Linked DNA regions of Drosophila melanogaster: region 2 is linked to region 1. A link is a contact called in public Hi-C data. All regions are on one chromosome and are shown on one strand. Each heading gives the region's core, a stretch centred on a gene start, on an enhancer-like site or on the middle of the called end of the contact. The rest is flanking DNA. Distances are from core to core; before and after follow the strand shown. Region 1 holds the start of Vta1 (Vesicle trafficking 1). Region 2 holds the start of syd (sunday driver).

Region 1 (5,580 bases), core at 502-3,001:
TCCAGTTGCTTTAGCCGCGCCAGCAGTCCTGCCACGCCCCTTCTCACGCCCCTGCGCAACAGCCGGAGTCCGTCGATGGCCGCCTTCTGAGTGTTAACCGCGTCGCTGCGCAGGATGTGCGGCGAGTCTTGAGGCACAGGTGCCCCCCACAATCATCACCATCATCGTAGTCACCTCCTCTAGTCAGAATCCTAGTTTTAAGATAGTTGTTATGCGCATTTAACTTGTTTTACACTGCATTCCGTAGCCCTAAGTTAGTCATCTGCCCATGAATTTACTAGCGAAATTATATTGTAGCGCCGATAAAAAGCCAATAATTCTCGTTTGTAAGCCTTTGCTCGATTATTTGCTAGTTCTAAGCTGCGTTTTAATAAAAAAAAAACAGACATTATTTGTTGCATCTCAAAAGGTTGCCTTGGAATTTCTCAAATTGGGATCCATTGTGCGCAATGGAAATGGGATGTTAGATCGACGATTGTCGCTACTTGTTAAGCATTTCTGTTGGCCAAATTTGGCCATGGATATCTAGATATCTTATACATTGTATATTAGTTTATTTTGGTAAGAAAAGTTTACAAAATTTAGGGTTTAAGGTATAACAACAGTCGGTTGATAAGGCGCCCCTCCAGTTAGTTTTAGCTTATCTAAAGTGTTCAAATACACACGGACTTTTTGCAATCCGCCGGAACGCGGGAAGATAAAGAACTTGAAGCAGTTCAGCCGTAATCTAAGCAGTAATTGGAATATTAGGCCAAGACGACTACCACAGGGTTTAAGGGTCGTATAGCCTATTTGGCTGCCTCTTTGGCGGCCAGCTTGTCCTGGAAGCGGCGACGCTTCTGGGCGATGTACACCACCCAGATGAAGGAGATGATGGCCATGCTGATGGACCGGAACATCGGGGGCACGTAGGCGAAGTTGAGGTACACGAACACGGACAGGTACTGCCAGTTGGCCTTCAGCAGAGGCCAGTAGAGCTTCTCAACATTCTTCAATGCAGTGCTGGGAGACTTGCCCTGTAAGGGATTACAAATTATAGTTCTAGGAACTGAGATTGCGGATTATGGATTCTCACCTCGAACAGGGCCAAGAAGAACAGGGACAGTGCCTGGTAAATCGGAGCATAGACCAGTCGCTCGGACAGGAACAGGAAGAATCTTCGGAAGCGCACATCCTGGCTGAAGAGTCGCTCCACCGTCGTGTAGAAGTAGTGCGGCACACTACCGCCGAAGATCAGTCCAAAGAGTCCGTAGGCGAATACGCTCTGCTGGTTGAGGGTCTTGGCGCCCGCCAAACGCTGGGAGGTGACATTAGCCGAGGTGGCCAGAACGCATCTGCAGTAAGGAGCAGCCGGTGGGTGAGGCGAACCGGATGATAAGGCGAATAGTGTACTTACGCCGTAATGGATTTGGTGCGGACCGGGTGGTTGAAGAGCTGCTCCAGATAAGTGCCGAAGAGCGAGTACAGGGGCTTGGAGAGAACCATGTTGCCGGTGGTGCAGAGATGTGCCTGGAATGTGACTGGTGTGAAGGATGCAGGTCAAAGTGCAAAGTGCAACTGGTCGCACTGATAACAGCGAAAACCAGTTCCCAGAGTCCAGTGCTTACCTGAGAAACTCCAAACGTTTTGGTCGCAGATTCGCAACTGAGCGCCGAACCAACAACTTTAGCCGAAGGTACAAACTTTAGTATTTCGCTAGTTCCAGAGTTTGGAACTGGGGTGGTTCCATGGCATTCGAGAAACTGCGATATCTGGTCACTCTGCGTGCTCGTCATTTCCATTGTTGTCGGCATAATTTTCCAGATCCGTAATTAAGCATAGAACTAAAGATTAAGCCCTCTTTCCACCACGATGGAGTTTCCGCCTTGTCCTCCCTCGCTGAAGTCCATCCAACACTTTCTGAAGCTGGCCCAGGAACATGATACCCGGGATGTGGTCATCGCCTACTGGGCGAGACTCTAGTGAGTATCTACAGATTAGTTTTTCTTGTTTTGCCCGTATTTACTCATCTTCCGAATCCAGTGCTCTCCAGGTGGGCCTCAAAGCCTCCACCCAAACGGGTGAAGAAACCAAACTGCTGCTGGGTGAGTGAAAAATCCGATACGCATATTACCAGCCTATGACTCATCCGTGGTTTGTTTTGTTTTGGTTTTCCCTACGACCGCCAGGCATCATGGACTGGCTGGAGCAGATGAAGAAACAGTATGCTGAGAACGAGGCCATCACCAACGAGGTGGCTGCCCAGGCACACATCGAGAACTACGCCTTGAAACTATTCCTGTACGCCGACAAACAGGATCGCGAGGAGAACTTCGGAAAGTGCGTTCCCTTCGTAGAAATACCCTGAATCGATTTTCCTGATTCATAAGATTGTGCTTCTTCGCAGAAACGTCGTTAAGGCCTTCTACTCCAGTGGTGTGCTCTACGACATTCTCCAGACCTTCGGTGAACTGAGCGAAGAGGCGCTGCACAACAGGAAGTACGCCAAGTGGAAGGCCGCCTACATCCACAATTGCCTGAAGAACGGTGAGACACCGATTCCCGGCCCCTTGCCAGACGACGACGATGAGGCGGAGCTCGAGGGGGAGAATGCCAACGCCTCGGCAGACACATCGCCGGAGGACGCCGCGGGAGCAGCTGCTCCAGCGCCCTACCAGCCGGAGCCTGACTCACAGCCACCAGCTCCATCATCACCGACAACTTCCGGAGTGGTCCCTCCCACCGCCGAGGAGGTGCTGAACAACCCGAACAAATTGCCCAGTCCACCGGTGGACGAGGAGAAGCCGGGCGGCTTTGTGCCCTACGTGCCCACAGCTCAGCCTAATCCGGCCACGGCGGCCACCATTTACCAGCCCATTGTGCCCGTGGCCGGGGTGCAAATCACTCCCGACCAAATGATTACCGCCCAGAAGTATTGCAAGTACGCCGGCAGTGCCCTCAACTACGACGACGTCAAGACAGCCATCGAGAACCTGCAGAAGGCCCTGAAGCTGCTGAGCACCGGGTCCGAGTAGGGCGTACACATCCACATTCACACGTATTTAGGAATCGCTTCCTTGGCACAGTTATAGCTTAGAGCACCAGTATAATGCCGCATAATCTCCTGCTAATCGCTCGTTTGAGGACGAAAGTAAAACGAAATTCAGATTGACTGACGTTGGATTATTAATTTTAAATATGTATGAGTTGTTCAAATTTATTAAAATTGTTTCTAAAGTCGTAATTTAAATGGTTCCGACTAAGTGCCCGTTACGAAGAGGATTTGATTACATTCTGGTTTGATCTGGTCGCGTCTACAGTTTAGTTAATATCTCTCGCCATTGCATACAATATAGTAGTTCTGTATACGATAATAATTTGGCACCAAAGTGAAAACATGAATTTCGATTTGCTAGAATGATGTGAATGAATTTGAGACCCGCAGACAGGGCGCGCCATCTCGAGCCCAACTTAAGGTGCTAAAACAAAGCTGGATCAGTGAATGACTATGAGTACGTGATGCACCGGTAGCAGGCACCTAGTCCTGCTTTACGCCGTTCGCAGCAGGCTGCGCTGCCGTCGTGGCCTCGTCCTGGAGGCGGGCGGTCTGGTACCAGACCACCAGGCGTCCGCCCAGCATGAAGGTGAAGACCAGCGCCGGACCGGAGCGCTCGAACGGATCACTGACCATCCAGTGCTGGTAGATGCCCAGGAGCATCAACACCAGCAGCGTAACGTTGGCCGTGTTTTTGACCTTATCTGTGGGTAAGTAGTGATTACTCCGACTGATGCGCCGTATTAATAAGTCCATACACTTACGATAGGGAATCAGCGCCATGGCCAGGCCGCAGACGATCTCCAGGATGCCAACGGTGCGGCGGTACCATTTCGAGGGTATCTTCACTCCGAAGAGCGCCGTTAGTGGGAACACTTTGGCATACTTCACGTACTCTGTGCGCTGAAATCGAGAGGAAATCGAATACGAGGATATAATTAATCATGCCCAGAAACACCCGCAGAGGAATGTGCTCCGCCTGGCGGCCCAGCGGAAGAGGCAGTGCAGCGGGTTTATTTTTAAATGGAAGCAAGCTTCCCCTGTTGTCACACTCATCTGTTTCTGTTGGCATCGTTGGCCCCGAGTGTTTGTGGTAATACGGGGGTAATTACACCGAAATACAAATGCCATGCCTTCGGGAAAAACGAGATTGAGAAATCTTCAAAATTGAAAGTGAAATGGCGCGTAACGAATGCAATGCCAATTCGAAAACGCCATCTGAATACTGATTTTTTTCGAAAGTATTGAACTGAAGTGTCTTTTGGATGATCTAGTTGGTTATTTATTTACTTTTATCTCTAAAACTATAAAGTTTTTTGAATAATCCCTCAGGCCACCCTATTGTTTATGTATATAAAACCAATTTGTATACTCTGAATTGAGTGAAAAGAACACGTCATTGTGGTTCTTGTGTTCGCAAATGTTTACTTTGGTATGCGAATTATTTTTATGGTAATGAAAACGAAAATCTCTGGGCGTTATTTTTACAAGAGGTAAACAAAAAATTCAGAGCAACAGCTGTTCTATATATCATTAGTTTCGAATTTGTTTGGAGGTTTTCAAAACAATTTACAAACAAGGTGATTAATAATTAGTTTGCCAAATTTTCGAGGTTTCTCTCTCTTTCAGATCTTAGTCTTAAGATTACTTGTTCACAAGTTTCATCAAAAAAAATTGAAAAATTAATGTTTGTCCAATTTGTATGAATCACAATCTATTTGGATAATTGCAAAGCTAAAGCTCAAAAGTGCTTCCTCAATCATTTGAAATCCAAATTTTCGGAATTTCGTTGGGAGACTATTTCGATATTGAAGCATATATTTTTCCTGAAATATATTTTTGAAGATCATAGCGCGTCGCGATGTCCGAATGTCAGCGATTGGCATTGATGGGGTCGAGTTCAATGCCCATTAGTCAGTCATATTTCCGAATGGCGTTCTATAATGGGACGCCTCTTGAAATCTGTCTCCGCCCATTTACATAAGAACGTTCCCATGGGCGAGCACATAGTTTTCAAAAGGCCAGATTCGAAGGGGCGTGGGAAAAATCGATGGGCTGTACCCCAGGACAAAAGGCCTAAAACTCTGGCGCTATCGATTTTCCACTCACCAGGTCCTTGTAGAGATCCTTGCTAATGTGCGGCGTCAGCTTGAGGGTGCCCACGAAGATGAAGAAGAGGCCCAGCAGCACGGAGAGGCTCTTCAGCACGATCGTATTGGATGCAGGAGGCATCTTGGCCCGGTTATGGGTAAATACTCGGAGGGGCGGAGTTCACTGGGAGCCCCTAGCCAATACAACACCCTACCAAAACACACCGGTCGCTAATTTTAGACGAATCTCTTAGCTTTTCGTGCCGATTCGGACGATGCGGAAAAATACGCGACCACCAGCAAATTGAGGCACACAATCCGAATGTTTTCAAGTTTTCAAATCGCTGCGGTATGTATAAGTTTATGAATTTTTAGTCCGCGGCGGCGTTCCCTTCACCTATTCCATTTTCACTCGACGCCTTTCCGCTTTCAGTTCGGAAAGAGACTGACTCGGAT
Region 2 (5,204 bases), core at 250-2,749, 6.3 Mb before region 1:
GCTTTCAGGTGGCTTGTTAACTGTTTGCTCGGGCTGTTTAATCGCTTTAATGGTTAGGCAATTAAGAGTTCTTCGGAAAACGTCTCCGAATGCCAACTACTCCCTCTTCTTGTGCTGGAAATATTAATAAATTCTTTTGATATGCTCCGAAAGAAATTACATCCATTTCAGGTAACATGAGTAATACTTAGAACGAATAAAATATTCTTTTATGTGAAAAATATGGCAGGTTTGGTTGCATTACCTATTGGAAACTTAATTTTGGAATAGATTGATTGATCTAGATATATATAAAATGGGGTTTTTAAACCAAATTAATGATAAAAACACCAAAAGATTGATTAGTCTCGTTGCATTTTTCAGTTCTCCCTTGATTTATTTCATGCTAATCGTTTCATGGAAATGTGTTGAAAGACCGATTGACTCTTACGATAAATACAAAACCGTATGGTTAACATTATGAAAAACATTTTGCACCGCCGCCGCTGCCTGCAGATGGGGATTTGGACCACCAGAAGAGAAGTAATGATGATGATGATTCCATCCGCAGTTCATTCGCAACGTGTACAGAGCAGACATTTATAAAATGTCGTTTAAAAGCAGGCTAAATGCAGCAGCTACTCTGATCGCCACATTCGAATGTCAAAAACTCGGCGGCTTTTTTGGTGCTTAAAAACTAAATTCAATGCGGGTGTTGATGGCACACACACAAGCACACACCTGCTCCGGCGAAGCAACAACAACATTCGTGGCCGATTCATATGCTCATGCATGTGCTATGATCTTTGTTGTTGTTCCTGGGCAGAAGTGTCGCCGTGGCCAAAAAGTTTCTGTTTTTCTGCGTTCTATTCCTTGGACGCCATGTGTCCCACCAAGTTGCTGGTGATCTTCTCGATTTTTCTGAGATCCGGCATGTTCTCCGCTTTGTACTGCACACACTGTGGTTTAATGAAGTAAAAATTTAAAAATGTGTTTTGCACTGATAATGGAATTGGGTGCAAACCTTAACGTTGTCCGTCATTTTTAGCAGAATGTGGCCCTTGGAGTGCGCGTATTTCATGGTAAGTCGACAGTTCTGTGGATTGGCCAAGTACATGTTCTCGACGGCAATCTCGAAATCATCCCAGTTCTTTACAAAAACCATTTTTTATTTAAACAAATGGAAATCCAGGCGAAATTATTAAAAACAACAACAGCAACTGGACGGCGTGACGTTGAAGCTATCGAAAAAATACCAAACCAACAAGCCAAAACTATTCGATAACGAATAGCTCAACAGCTGAACACCCCATTGTGAATGTCTTAGTATTTTTCAAATATTTGCTGACGGTTTTTCAAACAAGGGCCTTTCTAAATTTAAACTTTACATAAATCGAAAATATTAGAAATAAATATAATTAATTTTAGTAAGTTACGGTGTAATAATTTGCTAAACATTACTTAAGTGCGACCGTAAAACACCTAGTTAAAAATACCACTTCGCCAATGCAAGGTGATCGGTATTTTCAGGGTAACACGTTCACACCCACCCACACATCGTAGCTGCGCTGCAAAGTGTTTCAATATTTATTGCAAAAATGGTGTGAAAAACCACTGATTCGCTTAAATTTAGTGCTCAATCGTAAGCAACGGATGGCCGCGAAGGCGTCGGCAGTGAAATTCGCGAGTAACATTGCTGAAAATACATCGAAAAGCAAACGCGAAAAACGATGAAATCTAGTCAATCAAATATTGTGAATGGATGTGAAAGAGAAGAAAGAGGGGCGCAAAACGAAAACGCAAATAATAAGTGACACGCAGAAGCCAGCTAAAGTGCAGTTTATTTAAATATACTAGAGATCTGTTCAAAATATAAATATAATCTCACAAATCATCAAAAAGTCAAGTGTCTGTGTGTGGTGTGTGCGTGTGTGTGGGAGTCTCTCTCTCTTTTTCTCCCTCTTTTCTTCCCCATCTACCGTGTTGTTATTCTGGTGGGGTTGAAAAGCCATTGCCTGCATAACGGTTAACGCGTGACGTACGACCCATCAACAGCAGTCAAGTGCAGCACCCTACCGCCCCTCGCCCTTCCTAAAGAGTAGAGAGCACACCTCCTTTATAAATAAAGAGATCCTCCGATCCACCCAAACACCATTCATCATGATGGACAACGATGATGCACTGCTCAACAATGGAGGACCACAGTCCGGAGCTGAAACTGTCTACGGTACCGAGGACAACAACATGGTCATGTCGGAGAAGGTAATAGTCCATCCACAAAAGCCCTCTTTCATCTTGTCCCACTGAGAAGTAACCAGATCACTCGGAATGGGAATAGTCTTAAGTTTCAATAGCAGTCCATTGATAGTTTATAGCCAGGAAAATTCACTGTGATACCATTGACTAATTTATACTATTCACTGAATCATACGGGCGTTTCTGATTCTCCCTTAAATTTGATAACGCACAATAAGTAGGTTTAATCTGTTCTGGTTCTCTGCTCCTTACCATCCACATTCAGACCCACTCGTATCGTACAAGTAACACAAACACGAGATAATGAGGCTATAAAAGTGTTCCAAGCGGAAATACAATCGCAGAAATATGCTTTCTTTGCACATCATTCTTGCTCTCTTCGTATCTCTTTCTTGTTTATATACCCTTAATTATGTAAAAACGCAGCCAACAATTGTTTATTATGCATCAGCTGACGTCTGTGGTCATTGACATTAAAGCTGGCGAAAAATAGTAGCCAAAAATGGGTAGAAAAAGAGAGTTAGAGAGCAAAAGAAGGGTAAGAAGCCGGGGACCAGAAATCAATAAAGTCAGTCAGTTGGCCCTCAAATTTTATGACCACCTCACGCAATATTCTGCAGAGAAAGAAATACCATGTCATAAATTTTGTTAAACATCTCTTATCTGATAAGCTATAGAAATTCTAGAACATCAAACACAATAATTATAGTTTTGGCGTTTATAATTATTTATAACCATAAAGTATAGGTATTTTTAGGTTCAACAACTTTTTCAAAATCAGTTCAATAAAATGGTATGACACCATAAAAGCTTATCGATTTTTATAGCCTTAAAACTCCATATATGTATATAGTATATTGGATTCCTCAACTGCCCCATCTACAGTCTGGTCTATTTTTAATTTTCACCCCAATTCCCCGATTGATTTTGCACTTTATCAGCTTCGCTAGCTTTAATCGGTCTATGCAAATCAAATCAGGGGGCCTTCCCTCTCAATTTCGTACTCATATAAGTGTTATTTCGCTATCCTCACCACGAAATGAGCTCATCAGGTTCCCCAATTCATAGTTCTTGGCGCACATGGGCGGCTGATAAGCTACCTGTTAATTGAGTAATGAGTTCAAACAGGCACTTTGAAGCGGGAAGCATTGCTGACACGCCGATAAAAACTTGTTTTTTAGCCCAACGAGCGCAGAAACCATTTGTGAAACAAGTCTGACCAAAAATGTTTGAATACTTTAGCTAGTTGGCCTTATAGGTTGGCCCAACCTTGGGCGGTTGACGGGTTTTTATTAGAGAATTACCGTCTCTTGCAATGTAAATGCCAAGAAATGCCGTGTAAAACTTAAAAACTAAATTAAACTCCAATTAAAATCATTTAAATACGTGAAAACGCATGGTATATCTTTTTATTTTATTATCTTATTTAACACATTTATCGTAAATAATTTTGCACCAACCTCACTCATTCATCATGTACTTATTCATAAGACGGGTTTTATTTGCACATTTTTCATTTAATCAATTTGTTGAAAATTTTGTTTTTTATGTGTCCTTTACACCATGTTTTTGTTCTTTTCTTTCTCTTTCAGAATGAACAGGTTGTCAGCATCGTGAGTTATCAAAATTTTTCGTTTGTGGTCTATTTATTTTCTCTCCTATAATCTTTTTTTTTCTTGCACACATCTTAATACGTAAATGCACGATATATAATTGTTTAAACCATTTAGTTGAGTACCATTTTGCACGCTTCGCATTTGTTTTTAACCAACAATTAAAAGCTGAGAAGGTGTCAACCTTAACCTTTCTCGGTTCTTTAATTTACCGGAAATAATTGAGTTTCTTTACTTTGTTTTATAACAAAATGCATGCGTCTTTCATTCACATAAACTGCGGCCACATATCGCAATTATGTTAAACGACTTAATGTTTCTTACTATCTCTACTTGATACTATGTTTGTGTGAATATGTTGGTTCTTGAGTAAATAAAACCCTCTTTGAAAGTGAAATACCCTAGAAAAATTAAACCTATATTTATGTAAAGGTTTCTACAGTTTCTGTCCCACCTCTACTAATCAATTGCACTTTGTTGTCCCTTTGATGCCCCAAAAACGAAGCACAAATCAACTGATGCAATTCCTCTTTCAGGTCCAACAACTGGCGGGCAGTATTTATCAGGAATTTGAGCGGATGATCAATCGCTATGACGAGGATGTGGTGAAGAACCTGATGCCGCTGCTCGTGAACGTGCTGGAGTGCCTAGATGCCTCCTATCGCATCAATCAGGAGCAGGACGTGGAGGTGGAGCTGCTGCGTGAGGACAACGAGCAGCTGGTGACACAATATGAGCGGGAAAAGAGCGCCCGCAAGCAGTCCGAACAGAAGGTGAGCAAATTGGTTGGAGCCTAATCAAGTCATTGGATTAAATTCAATAAATTATATGCCACCAGCTATTGGAAGCCGAGGATCTGGCCGAGCAGGAGAACAAGGAGCTGGCCACGCGCCTGGAATCGGTGGAGAGCATTGTGCGAATGCTGGAACTGAAGCACAAGAACAGTCTGGAGCACGCCAGTCGTTTGGAAGAGCGGGAGGCGGATCTCAAGAAGGTAAACCCCAATAATTCAAAAGCCATAGTACAGACAGTAAATGTTTTGCTTGTTTATCTAACCAACTCAGGAGTATAACAAACTGCACGAGCGGTACACAGAGCTGTTCAAGAACCATGTGGACTACATGGAGCGCACCAAGATGCTAATGGGCTCAACGCACTCACAAATGAGCACAGCCTCCGAACGCATGGATGTGAGCCGAGCGAGACTGAATCCTGTGGCCCGCAGCTCGGGACCCGTTTCCTATGGCTTCGCCTCGCTGGAGAATTCGGTGATGCTGGACACGGAGACCATTTGCAGTGTGGGCAGCCAGTCGGATGACTCTGGTCCGCCCTCGCTGCAGAACGAGCTGGACAATC

Evidence for each region. Hi-C and Micro-C count contacts between places; a contact is called where the count stands out from the background.
Region 2: a Hi-C map of the Kc167 cell line shows a contact between it and region 1, with 2.7 times the contacts expected there. The contact joins the promoter of syd here to the promoter of Vta1 in region 1. A contact is called at or near these places in 2 of 107 Hi-C or Micro-C datasets (the Kc167 cell line and embryo).

What each region holds. Positions count from the first base shown.
Region 1 is chr3L:1,649,071-1,654,650 of dm6, reverse strand. It overlaps Vta1 (Vesicle trafficking 1), which reads left to right and starts at 1,751. Exons shown (of 4, transcript NM_139383.2): 1 at 1,751-1,961; 2 at 2,023-2,084; 3 at 2,169-2,319; 4 at 2,387-3,219. The coding sequence starts at 1,852. The coding sequence ends at 3,014. CG7970 reads right to left here and starts at 1,901. Exons shown (of 4, transcript NM_001316449.1): 1 at 1,608-1,901; 2 at 1,397-1,509; 3 at 1,076-1,334; 4 at 413-1,016. The coding sequence starts at 1,775. The coding sequence ends at 789. It overlaps CG13920, which reads right to left. Exons shown (of 3, transcript NM_001299973.1): 1 at 5,144-5,580; 2 at 3,799-3,937; 3 at 3,150-3,738. The coding sequence starts at 5,266. The coding sequence ends at 3,518. Srrm234 (Serine-arginine repetitive matrix 2/3/4) reads left to right here. Exons shown (of 11, transcript NM_167909.4): 11 at 1-404. The coding sequence ends at 90. It also overlaps asRNA:CR45815.
Region 2 is chr3L:7,932,415-7,937,618 of dm6, reverse strand. It overlaps syd (sunday driver), which reads left to right and starts at 1,499. Exons shown (of 14, transcript NM_001300046.1): 1 at 1,499-2,241; 2 at 4,385-4,621; 3 at 4,687-4,842; 4 at 4,913-5,204. The coding sequence starts at 2,140. Srp9 (Signal recognition particle 9) reads right to left here and starts at 1,246. Exons shown (of 2, transcript NM_139906.3): 1 at 1,004-1,246; 2 at 361-938. The coding sequence starts at 1,144. The coding sequence ends at 846.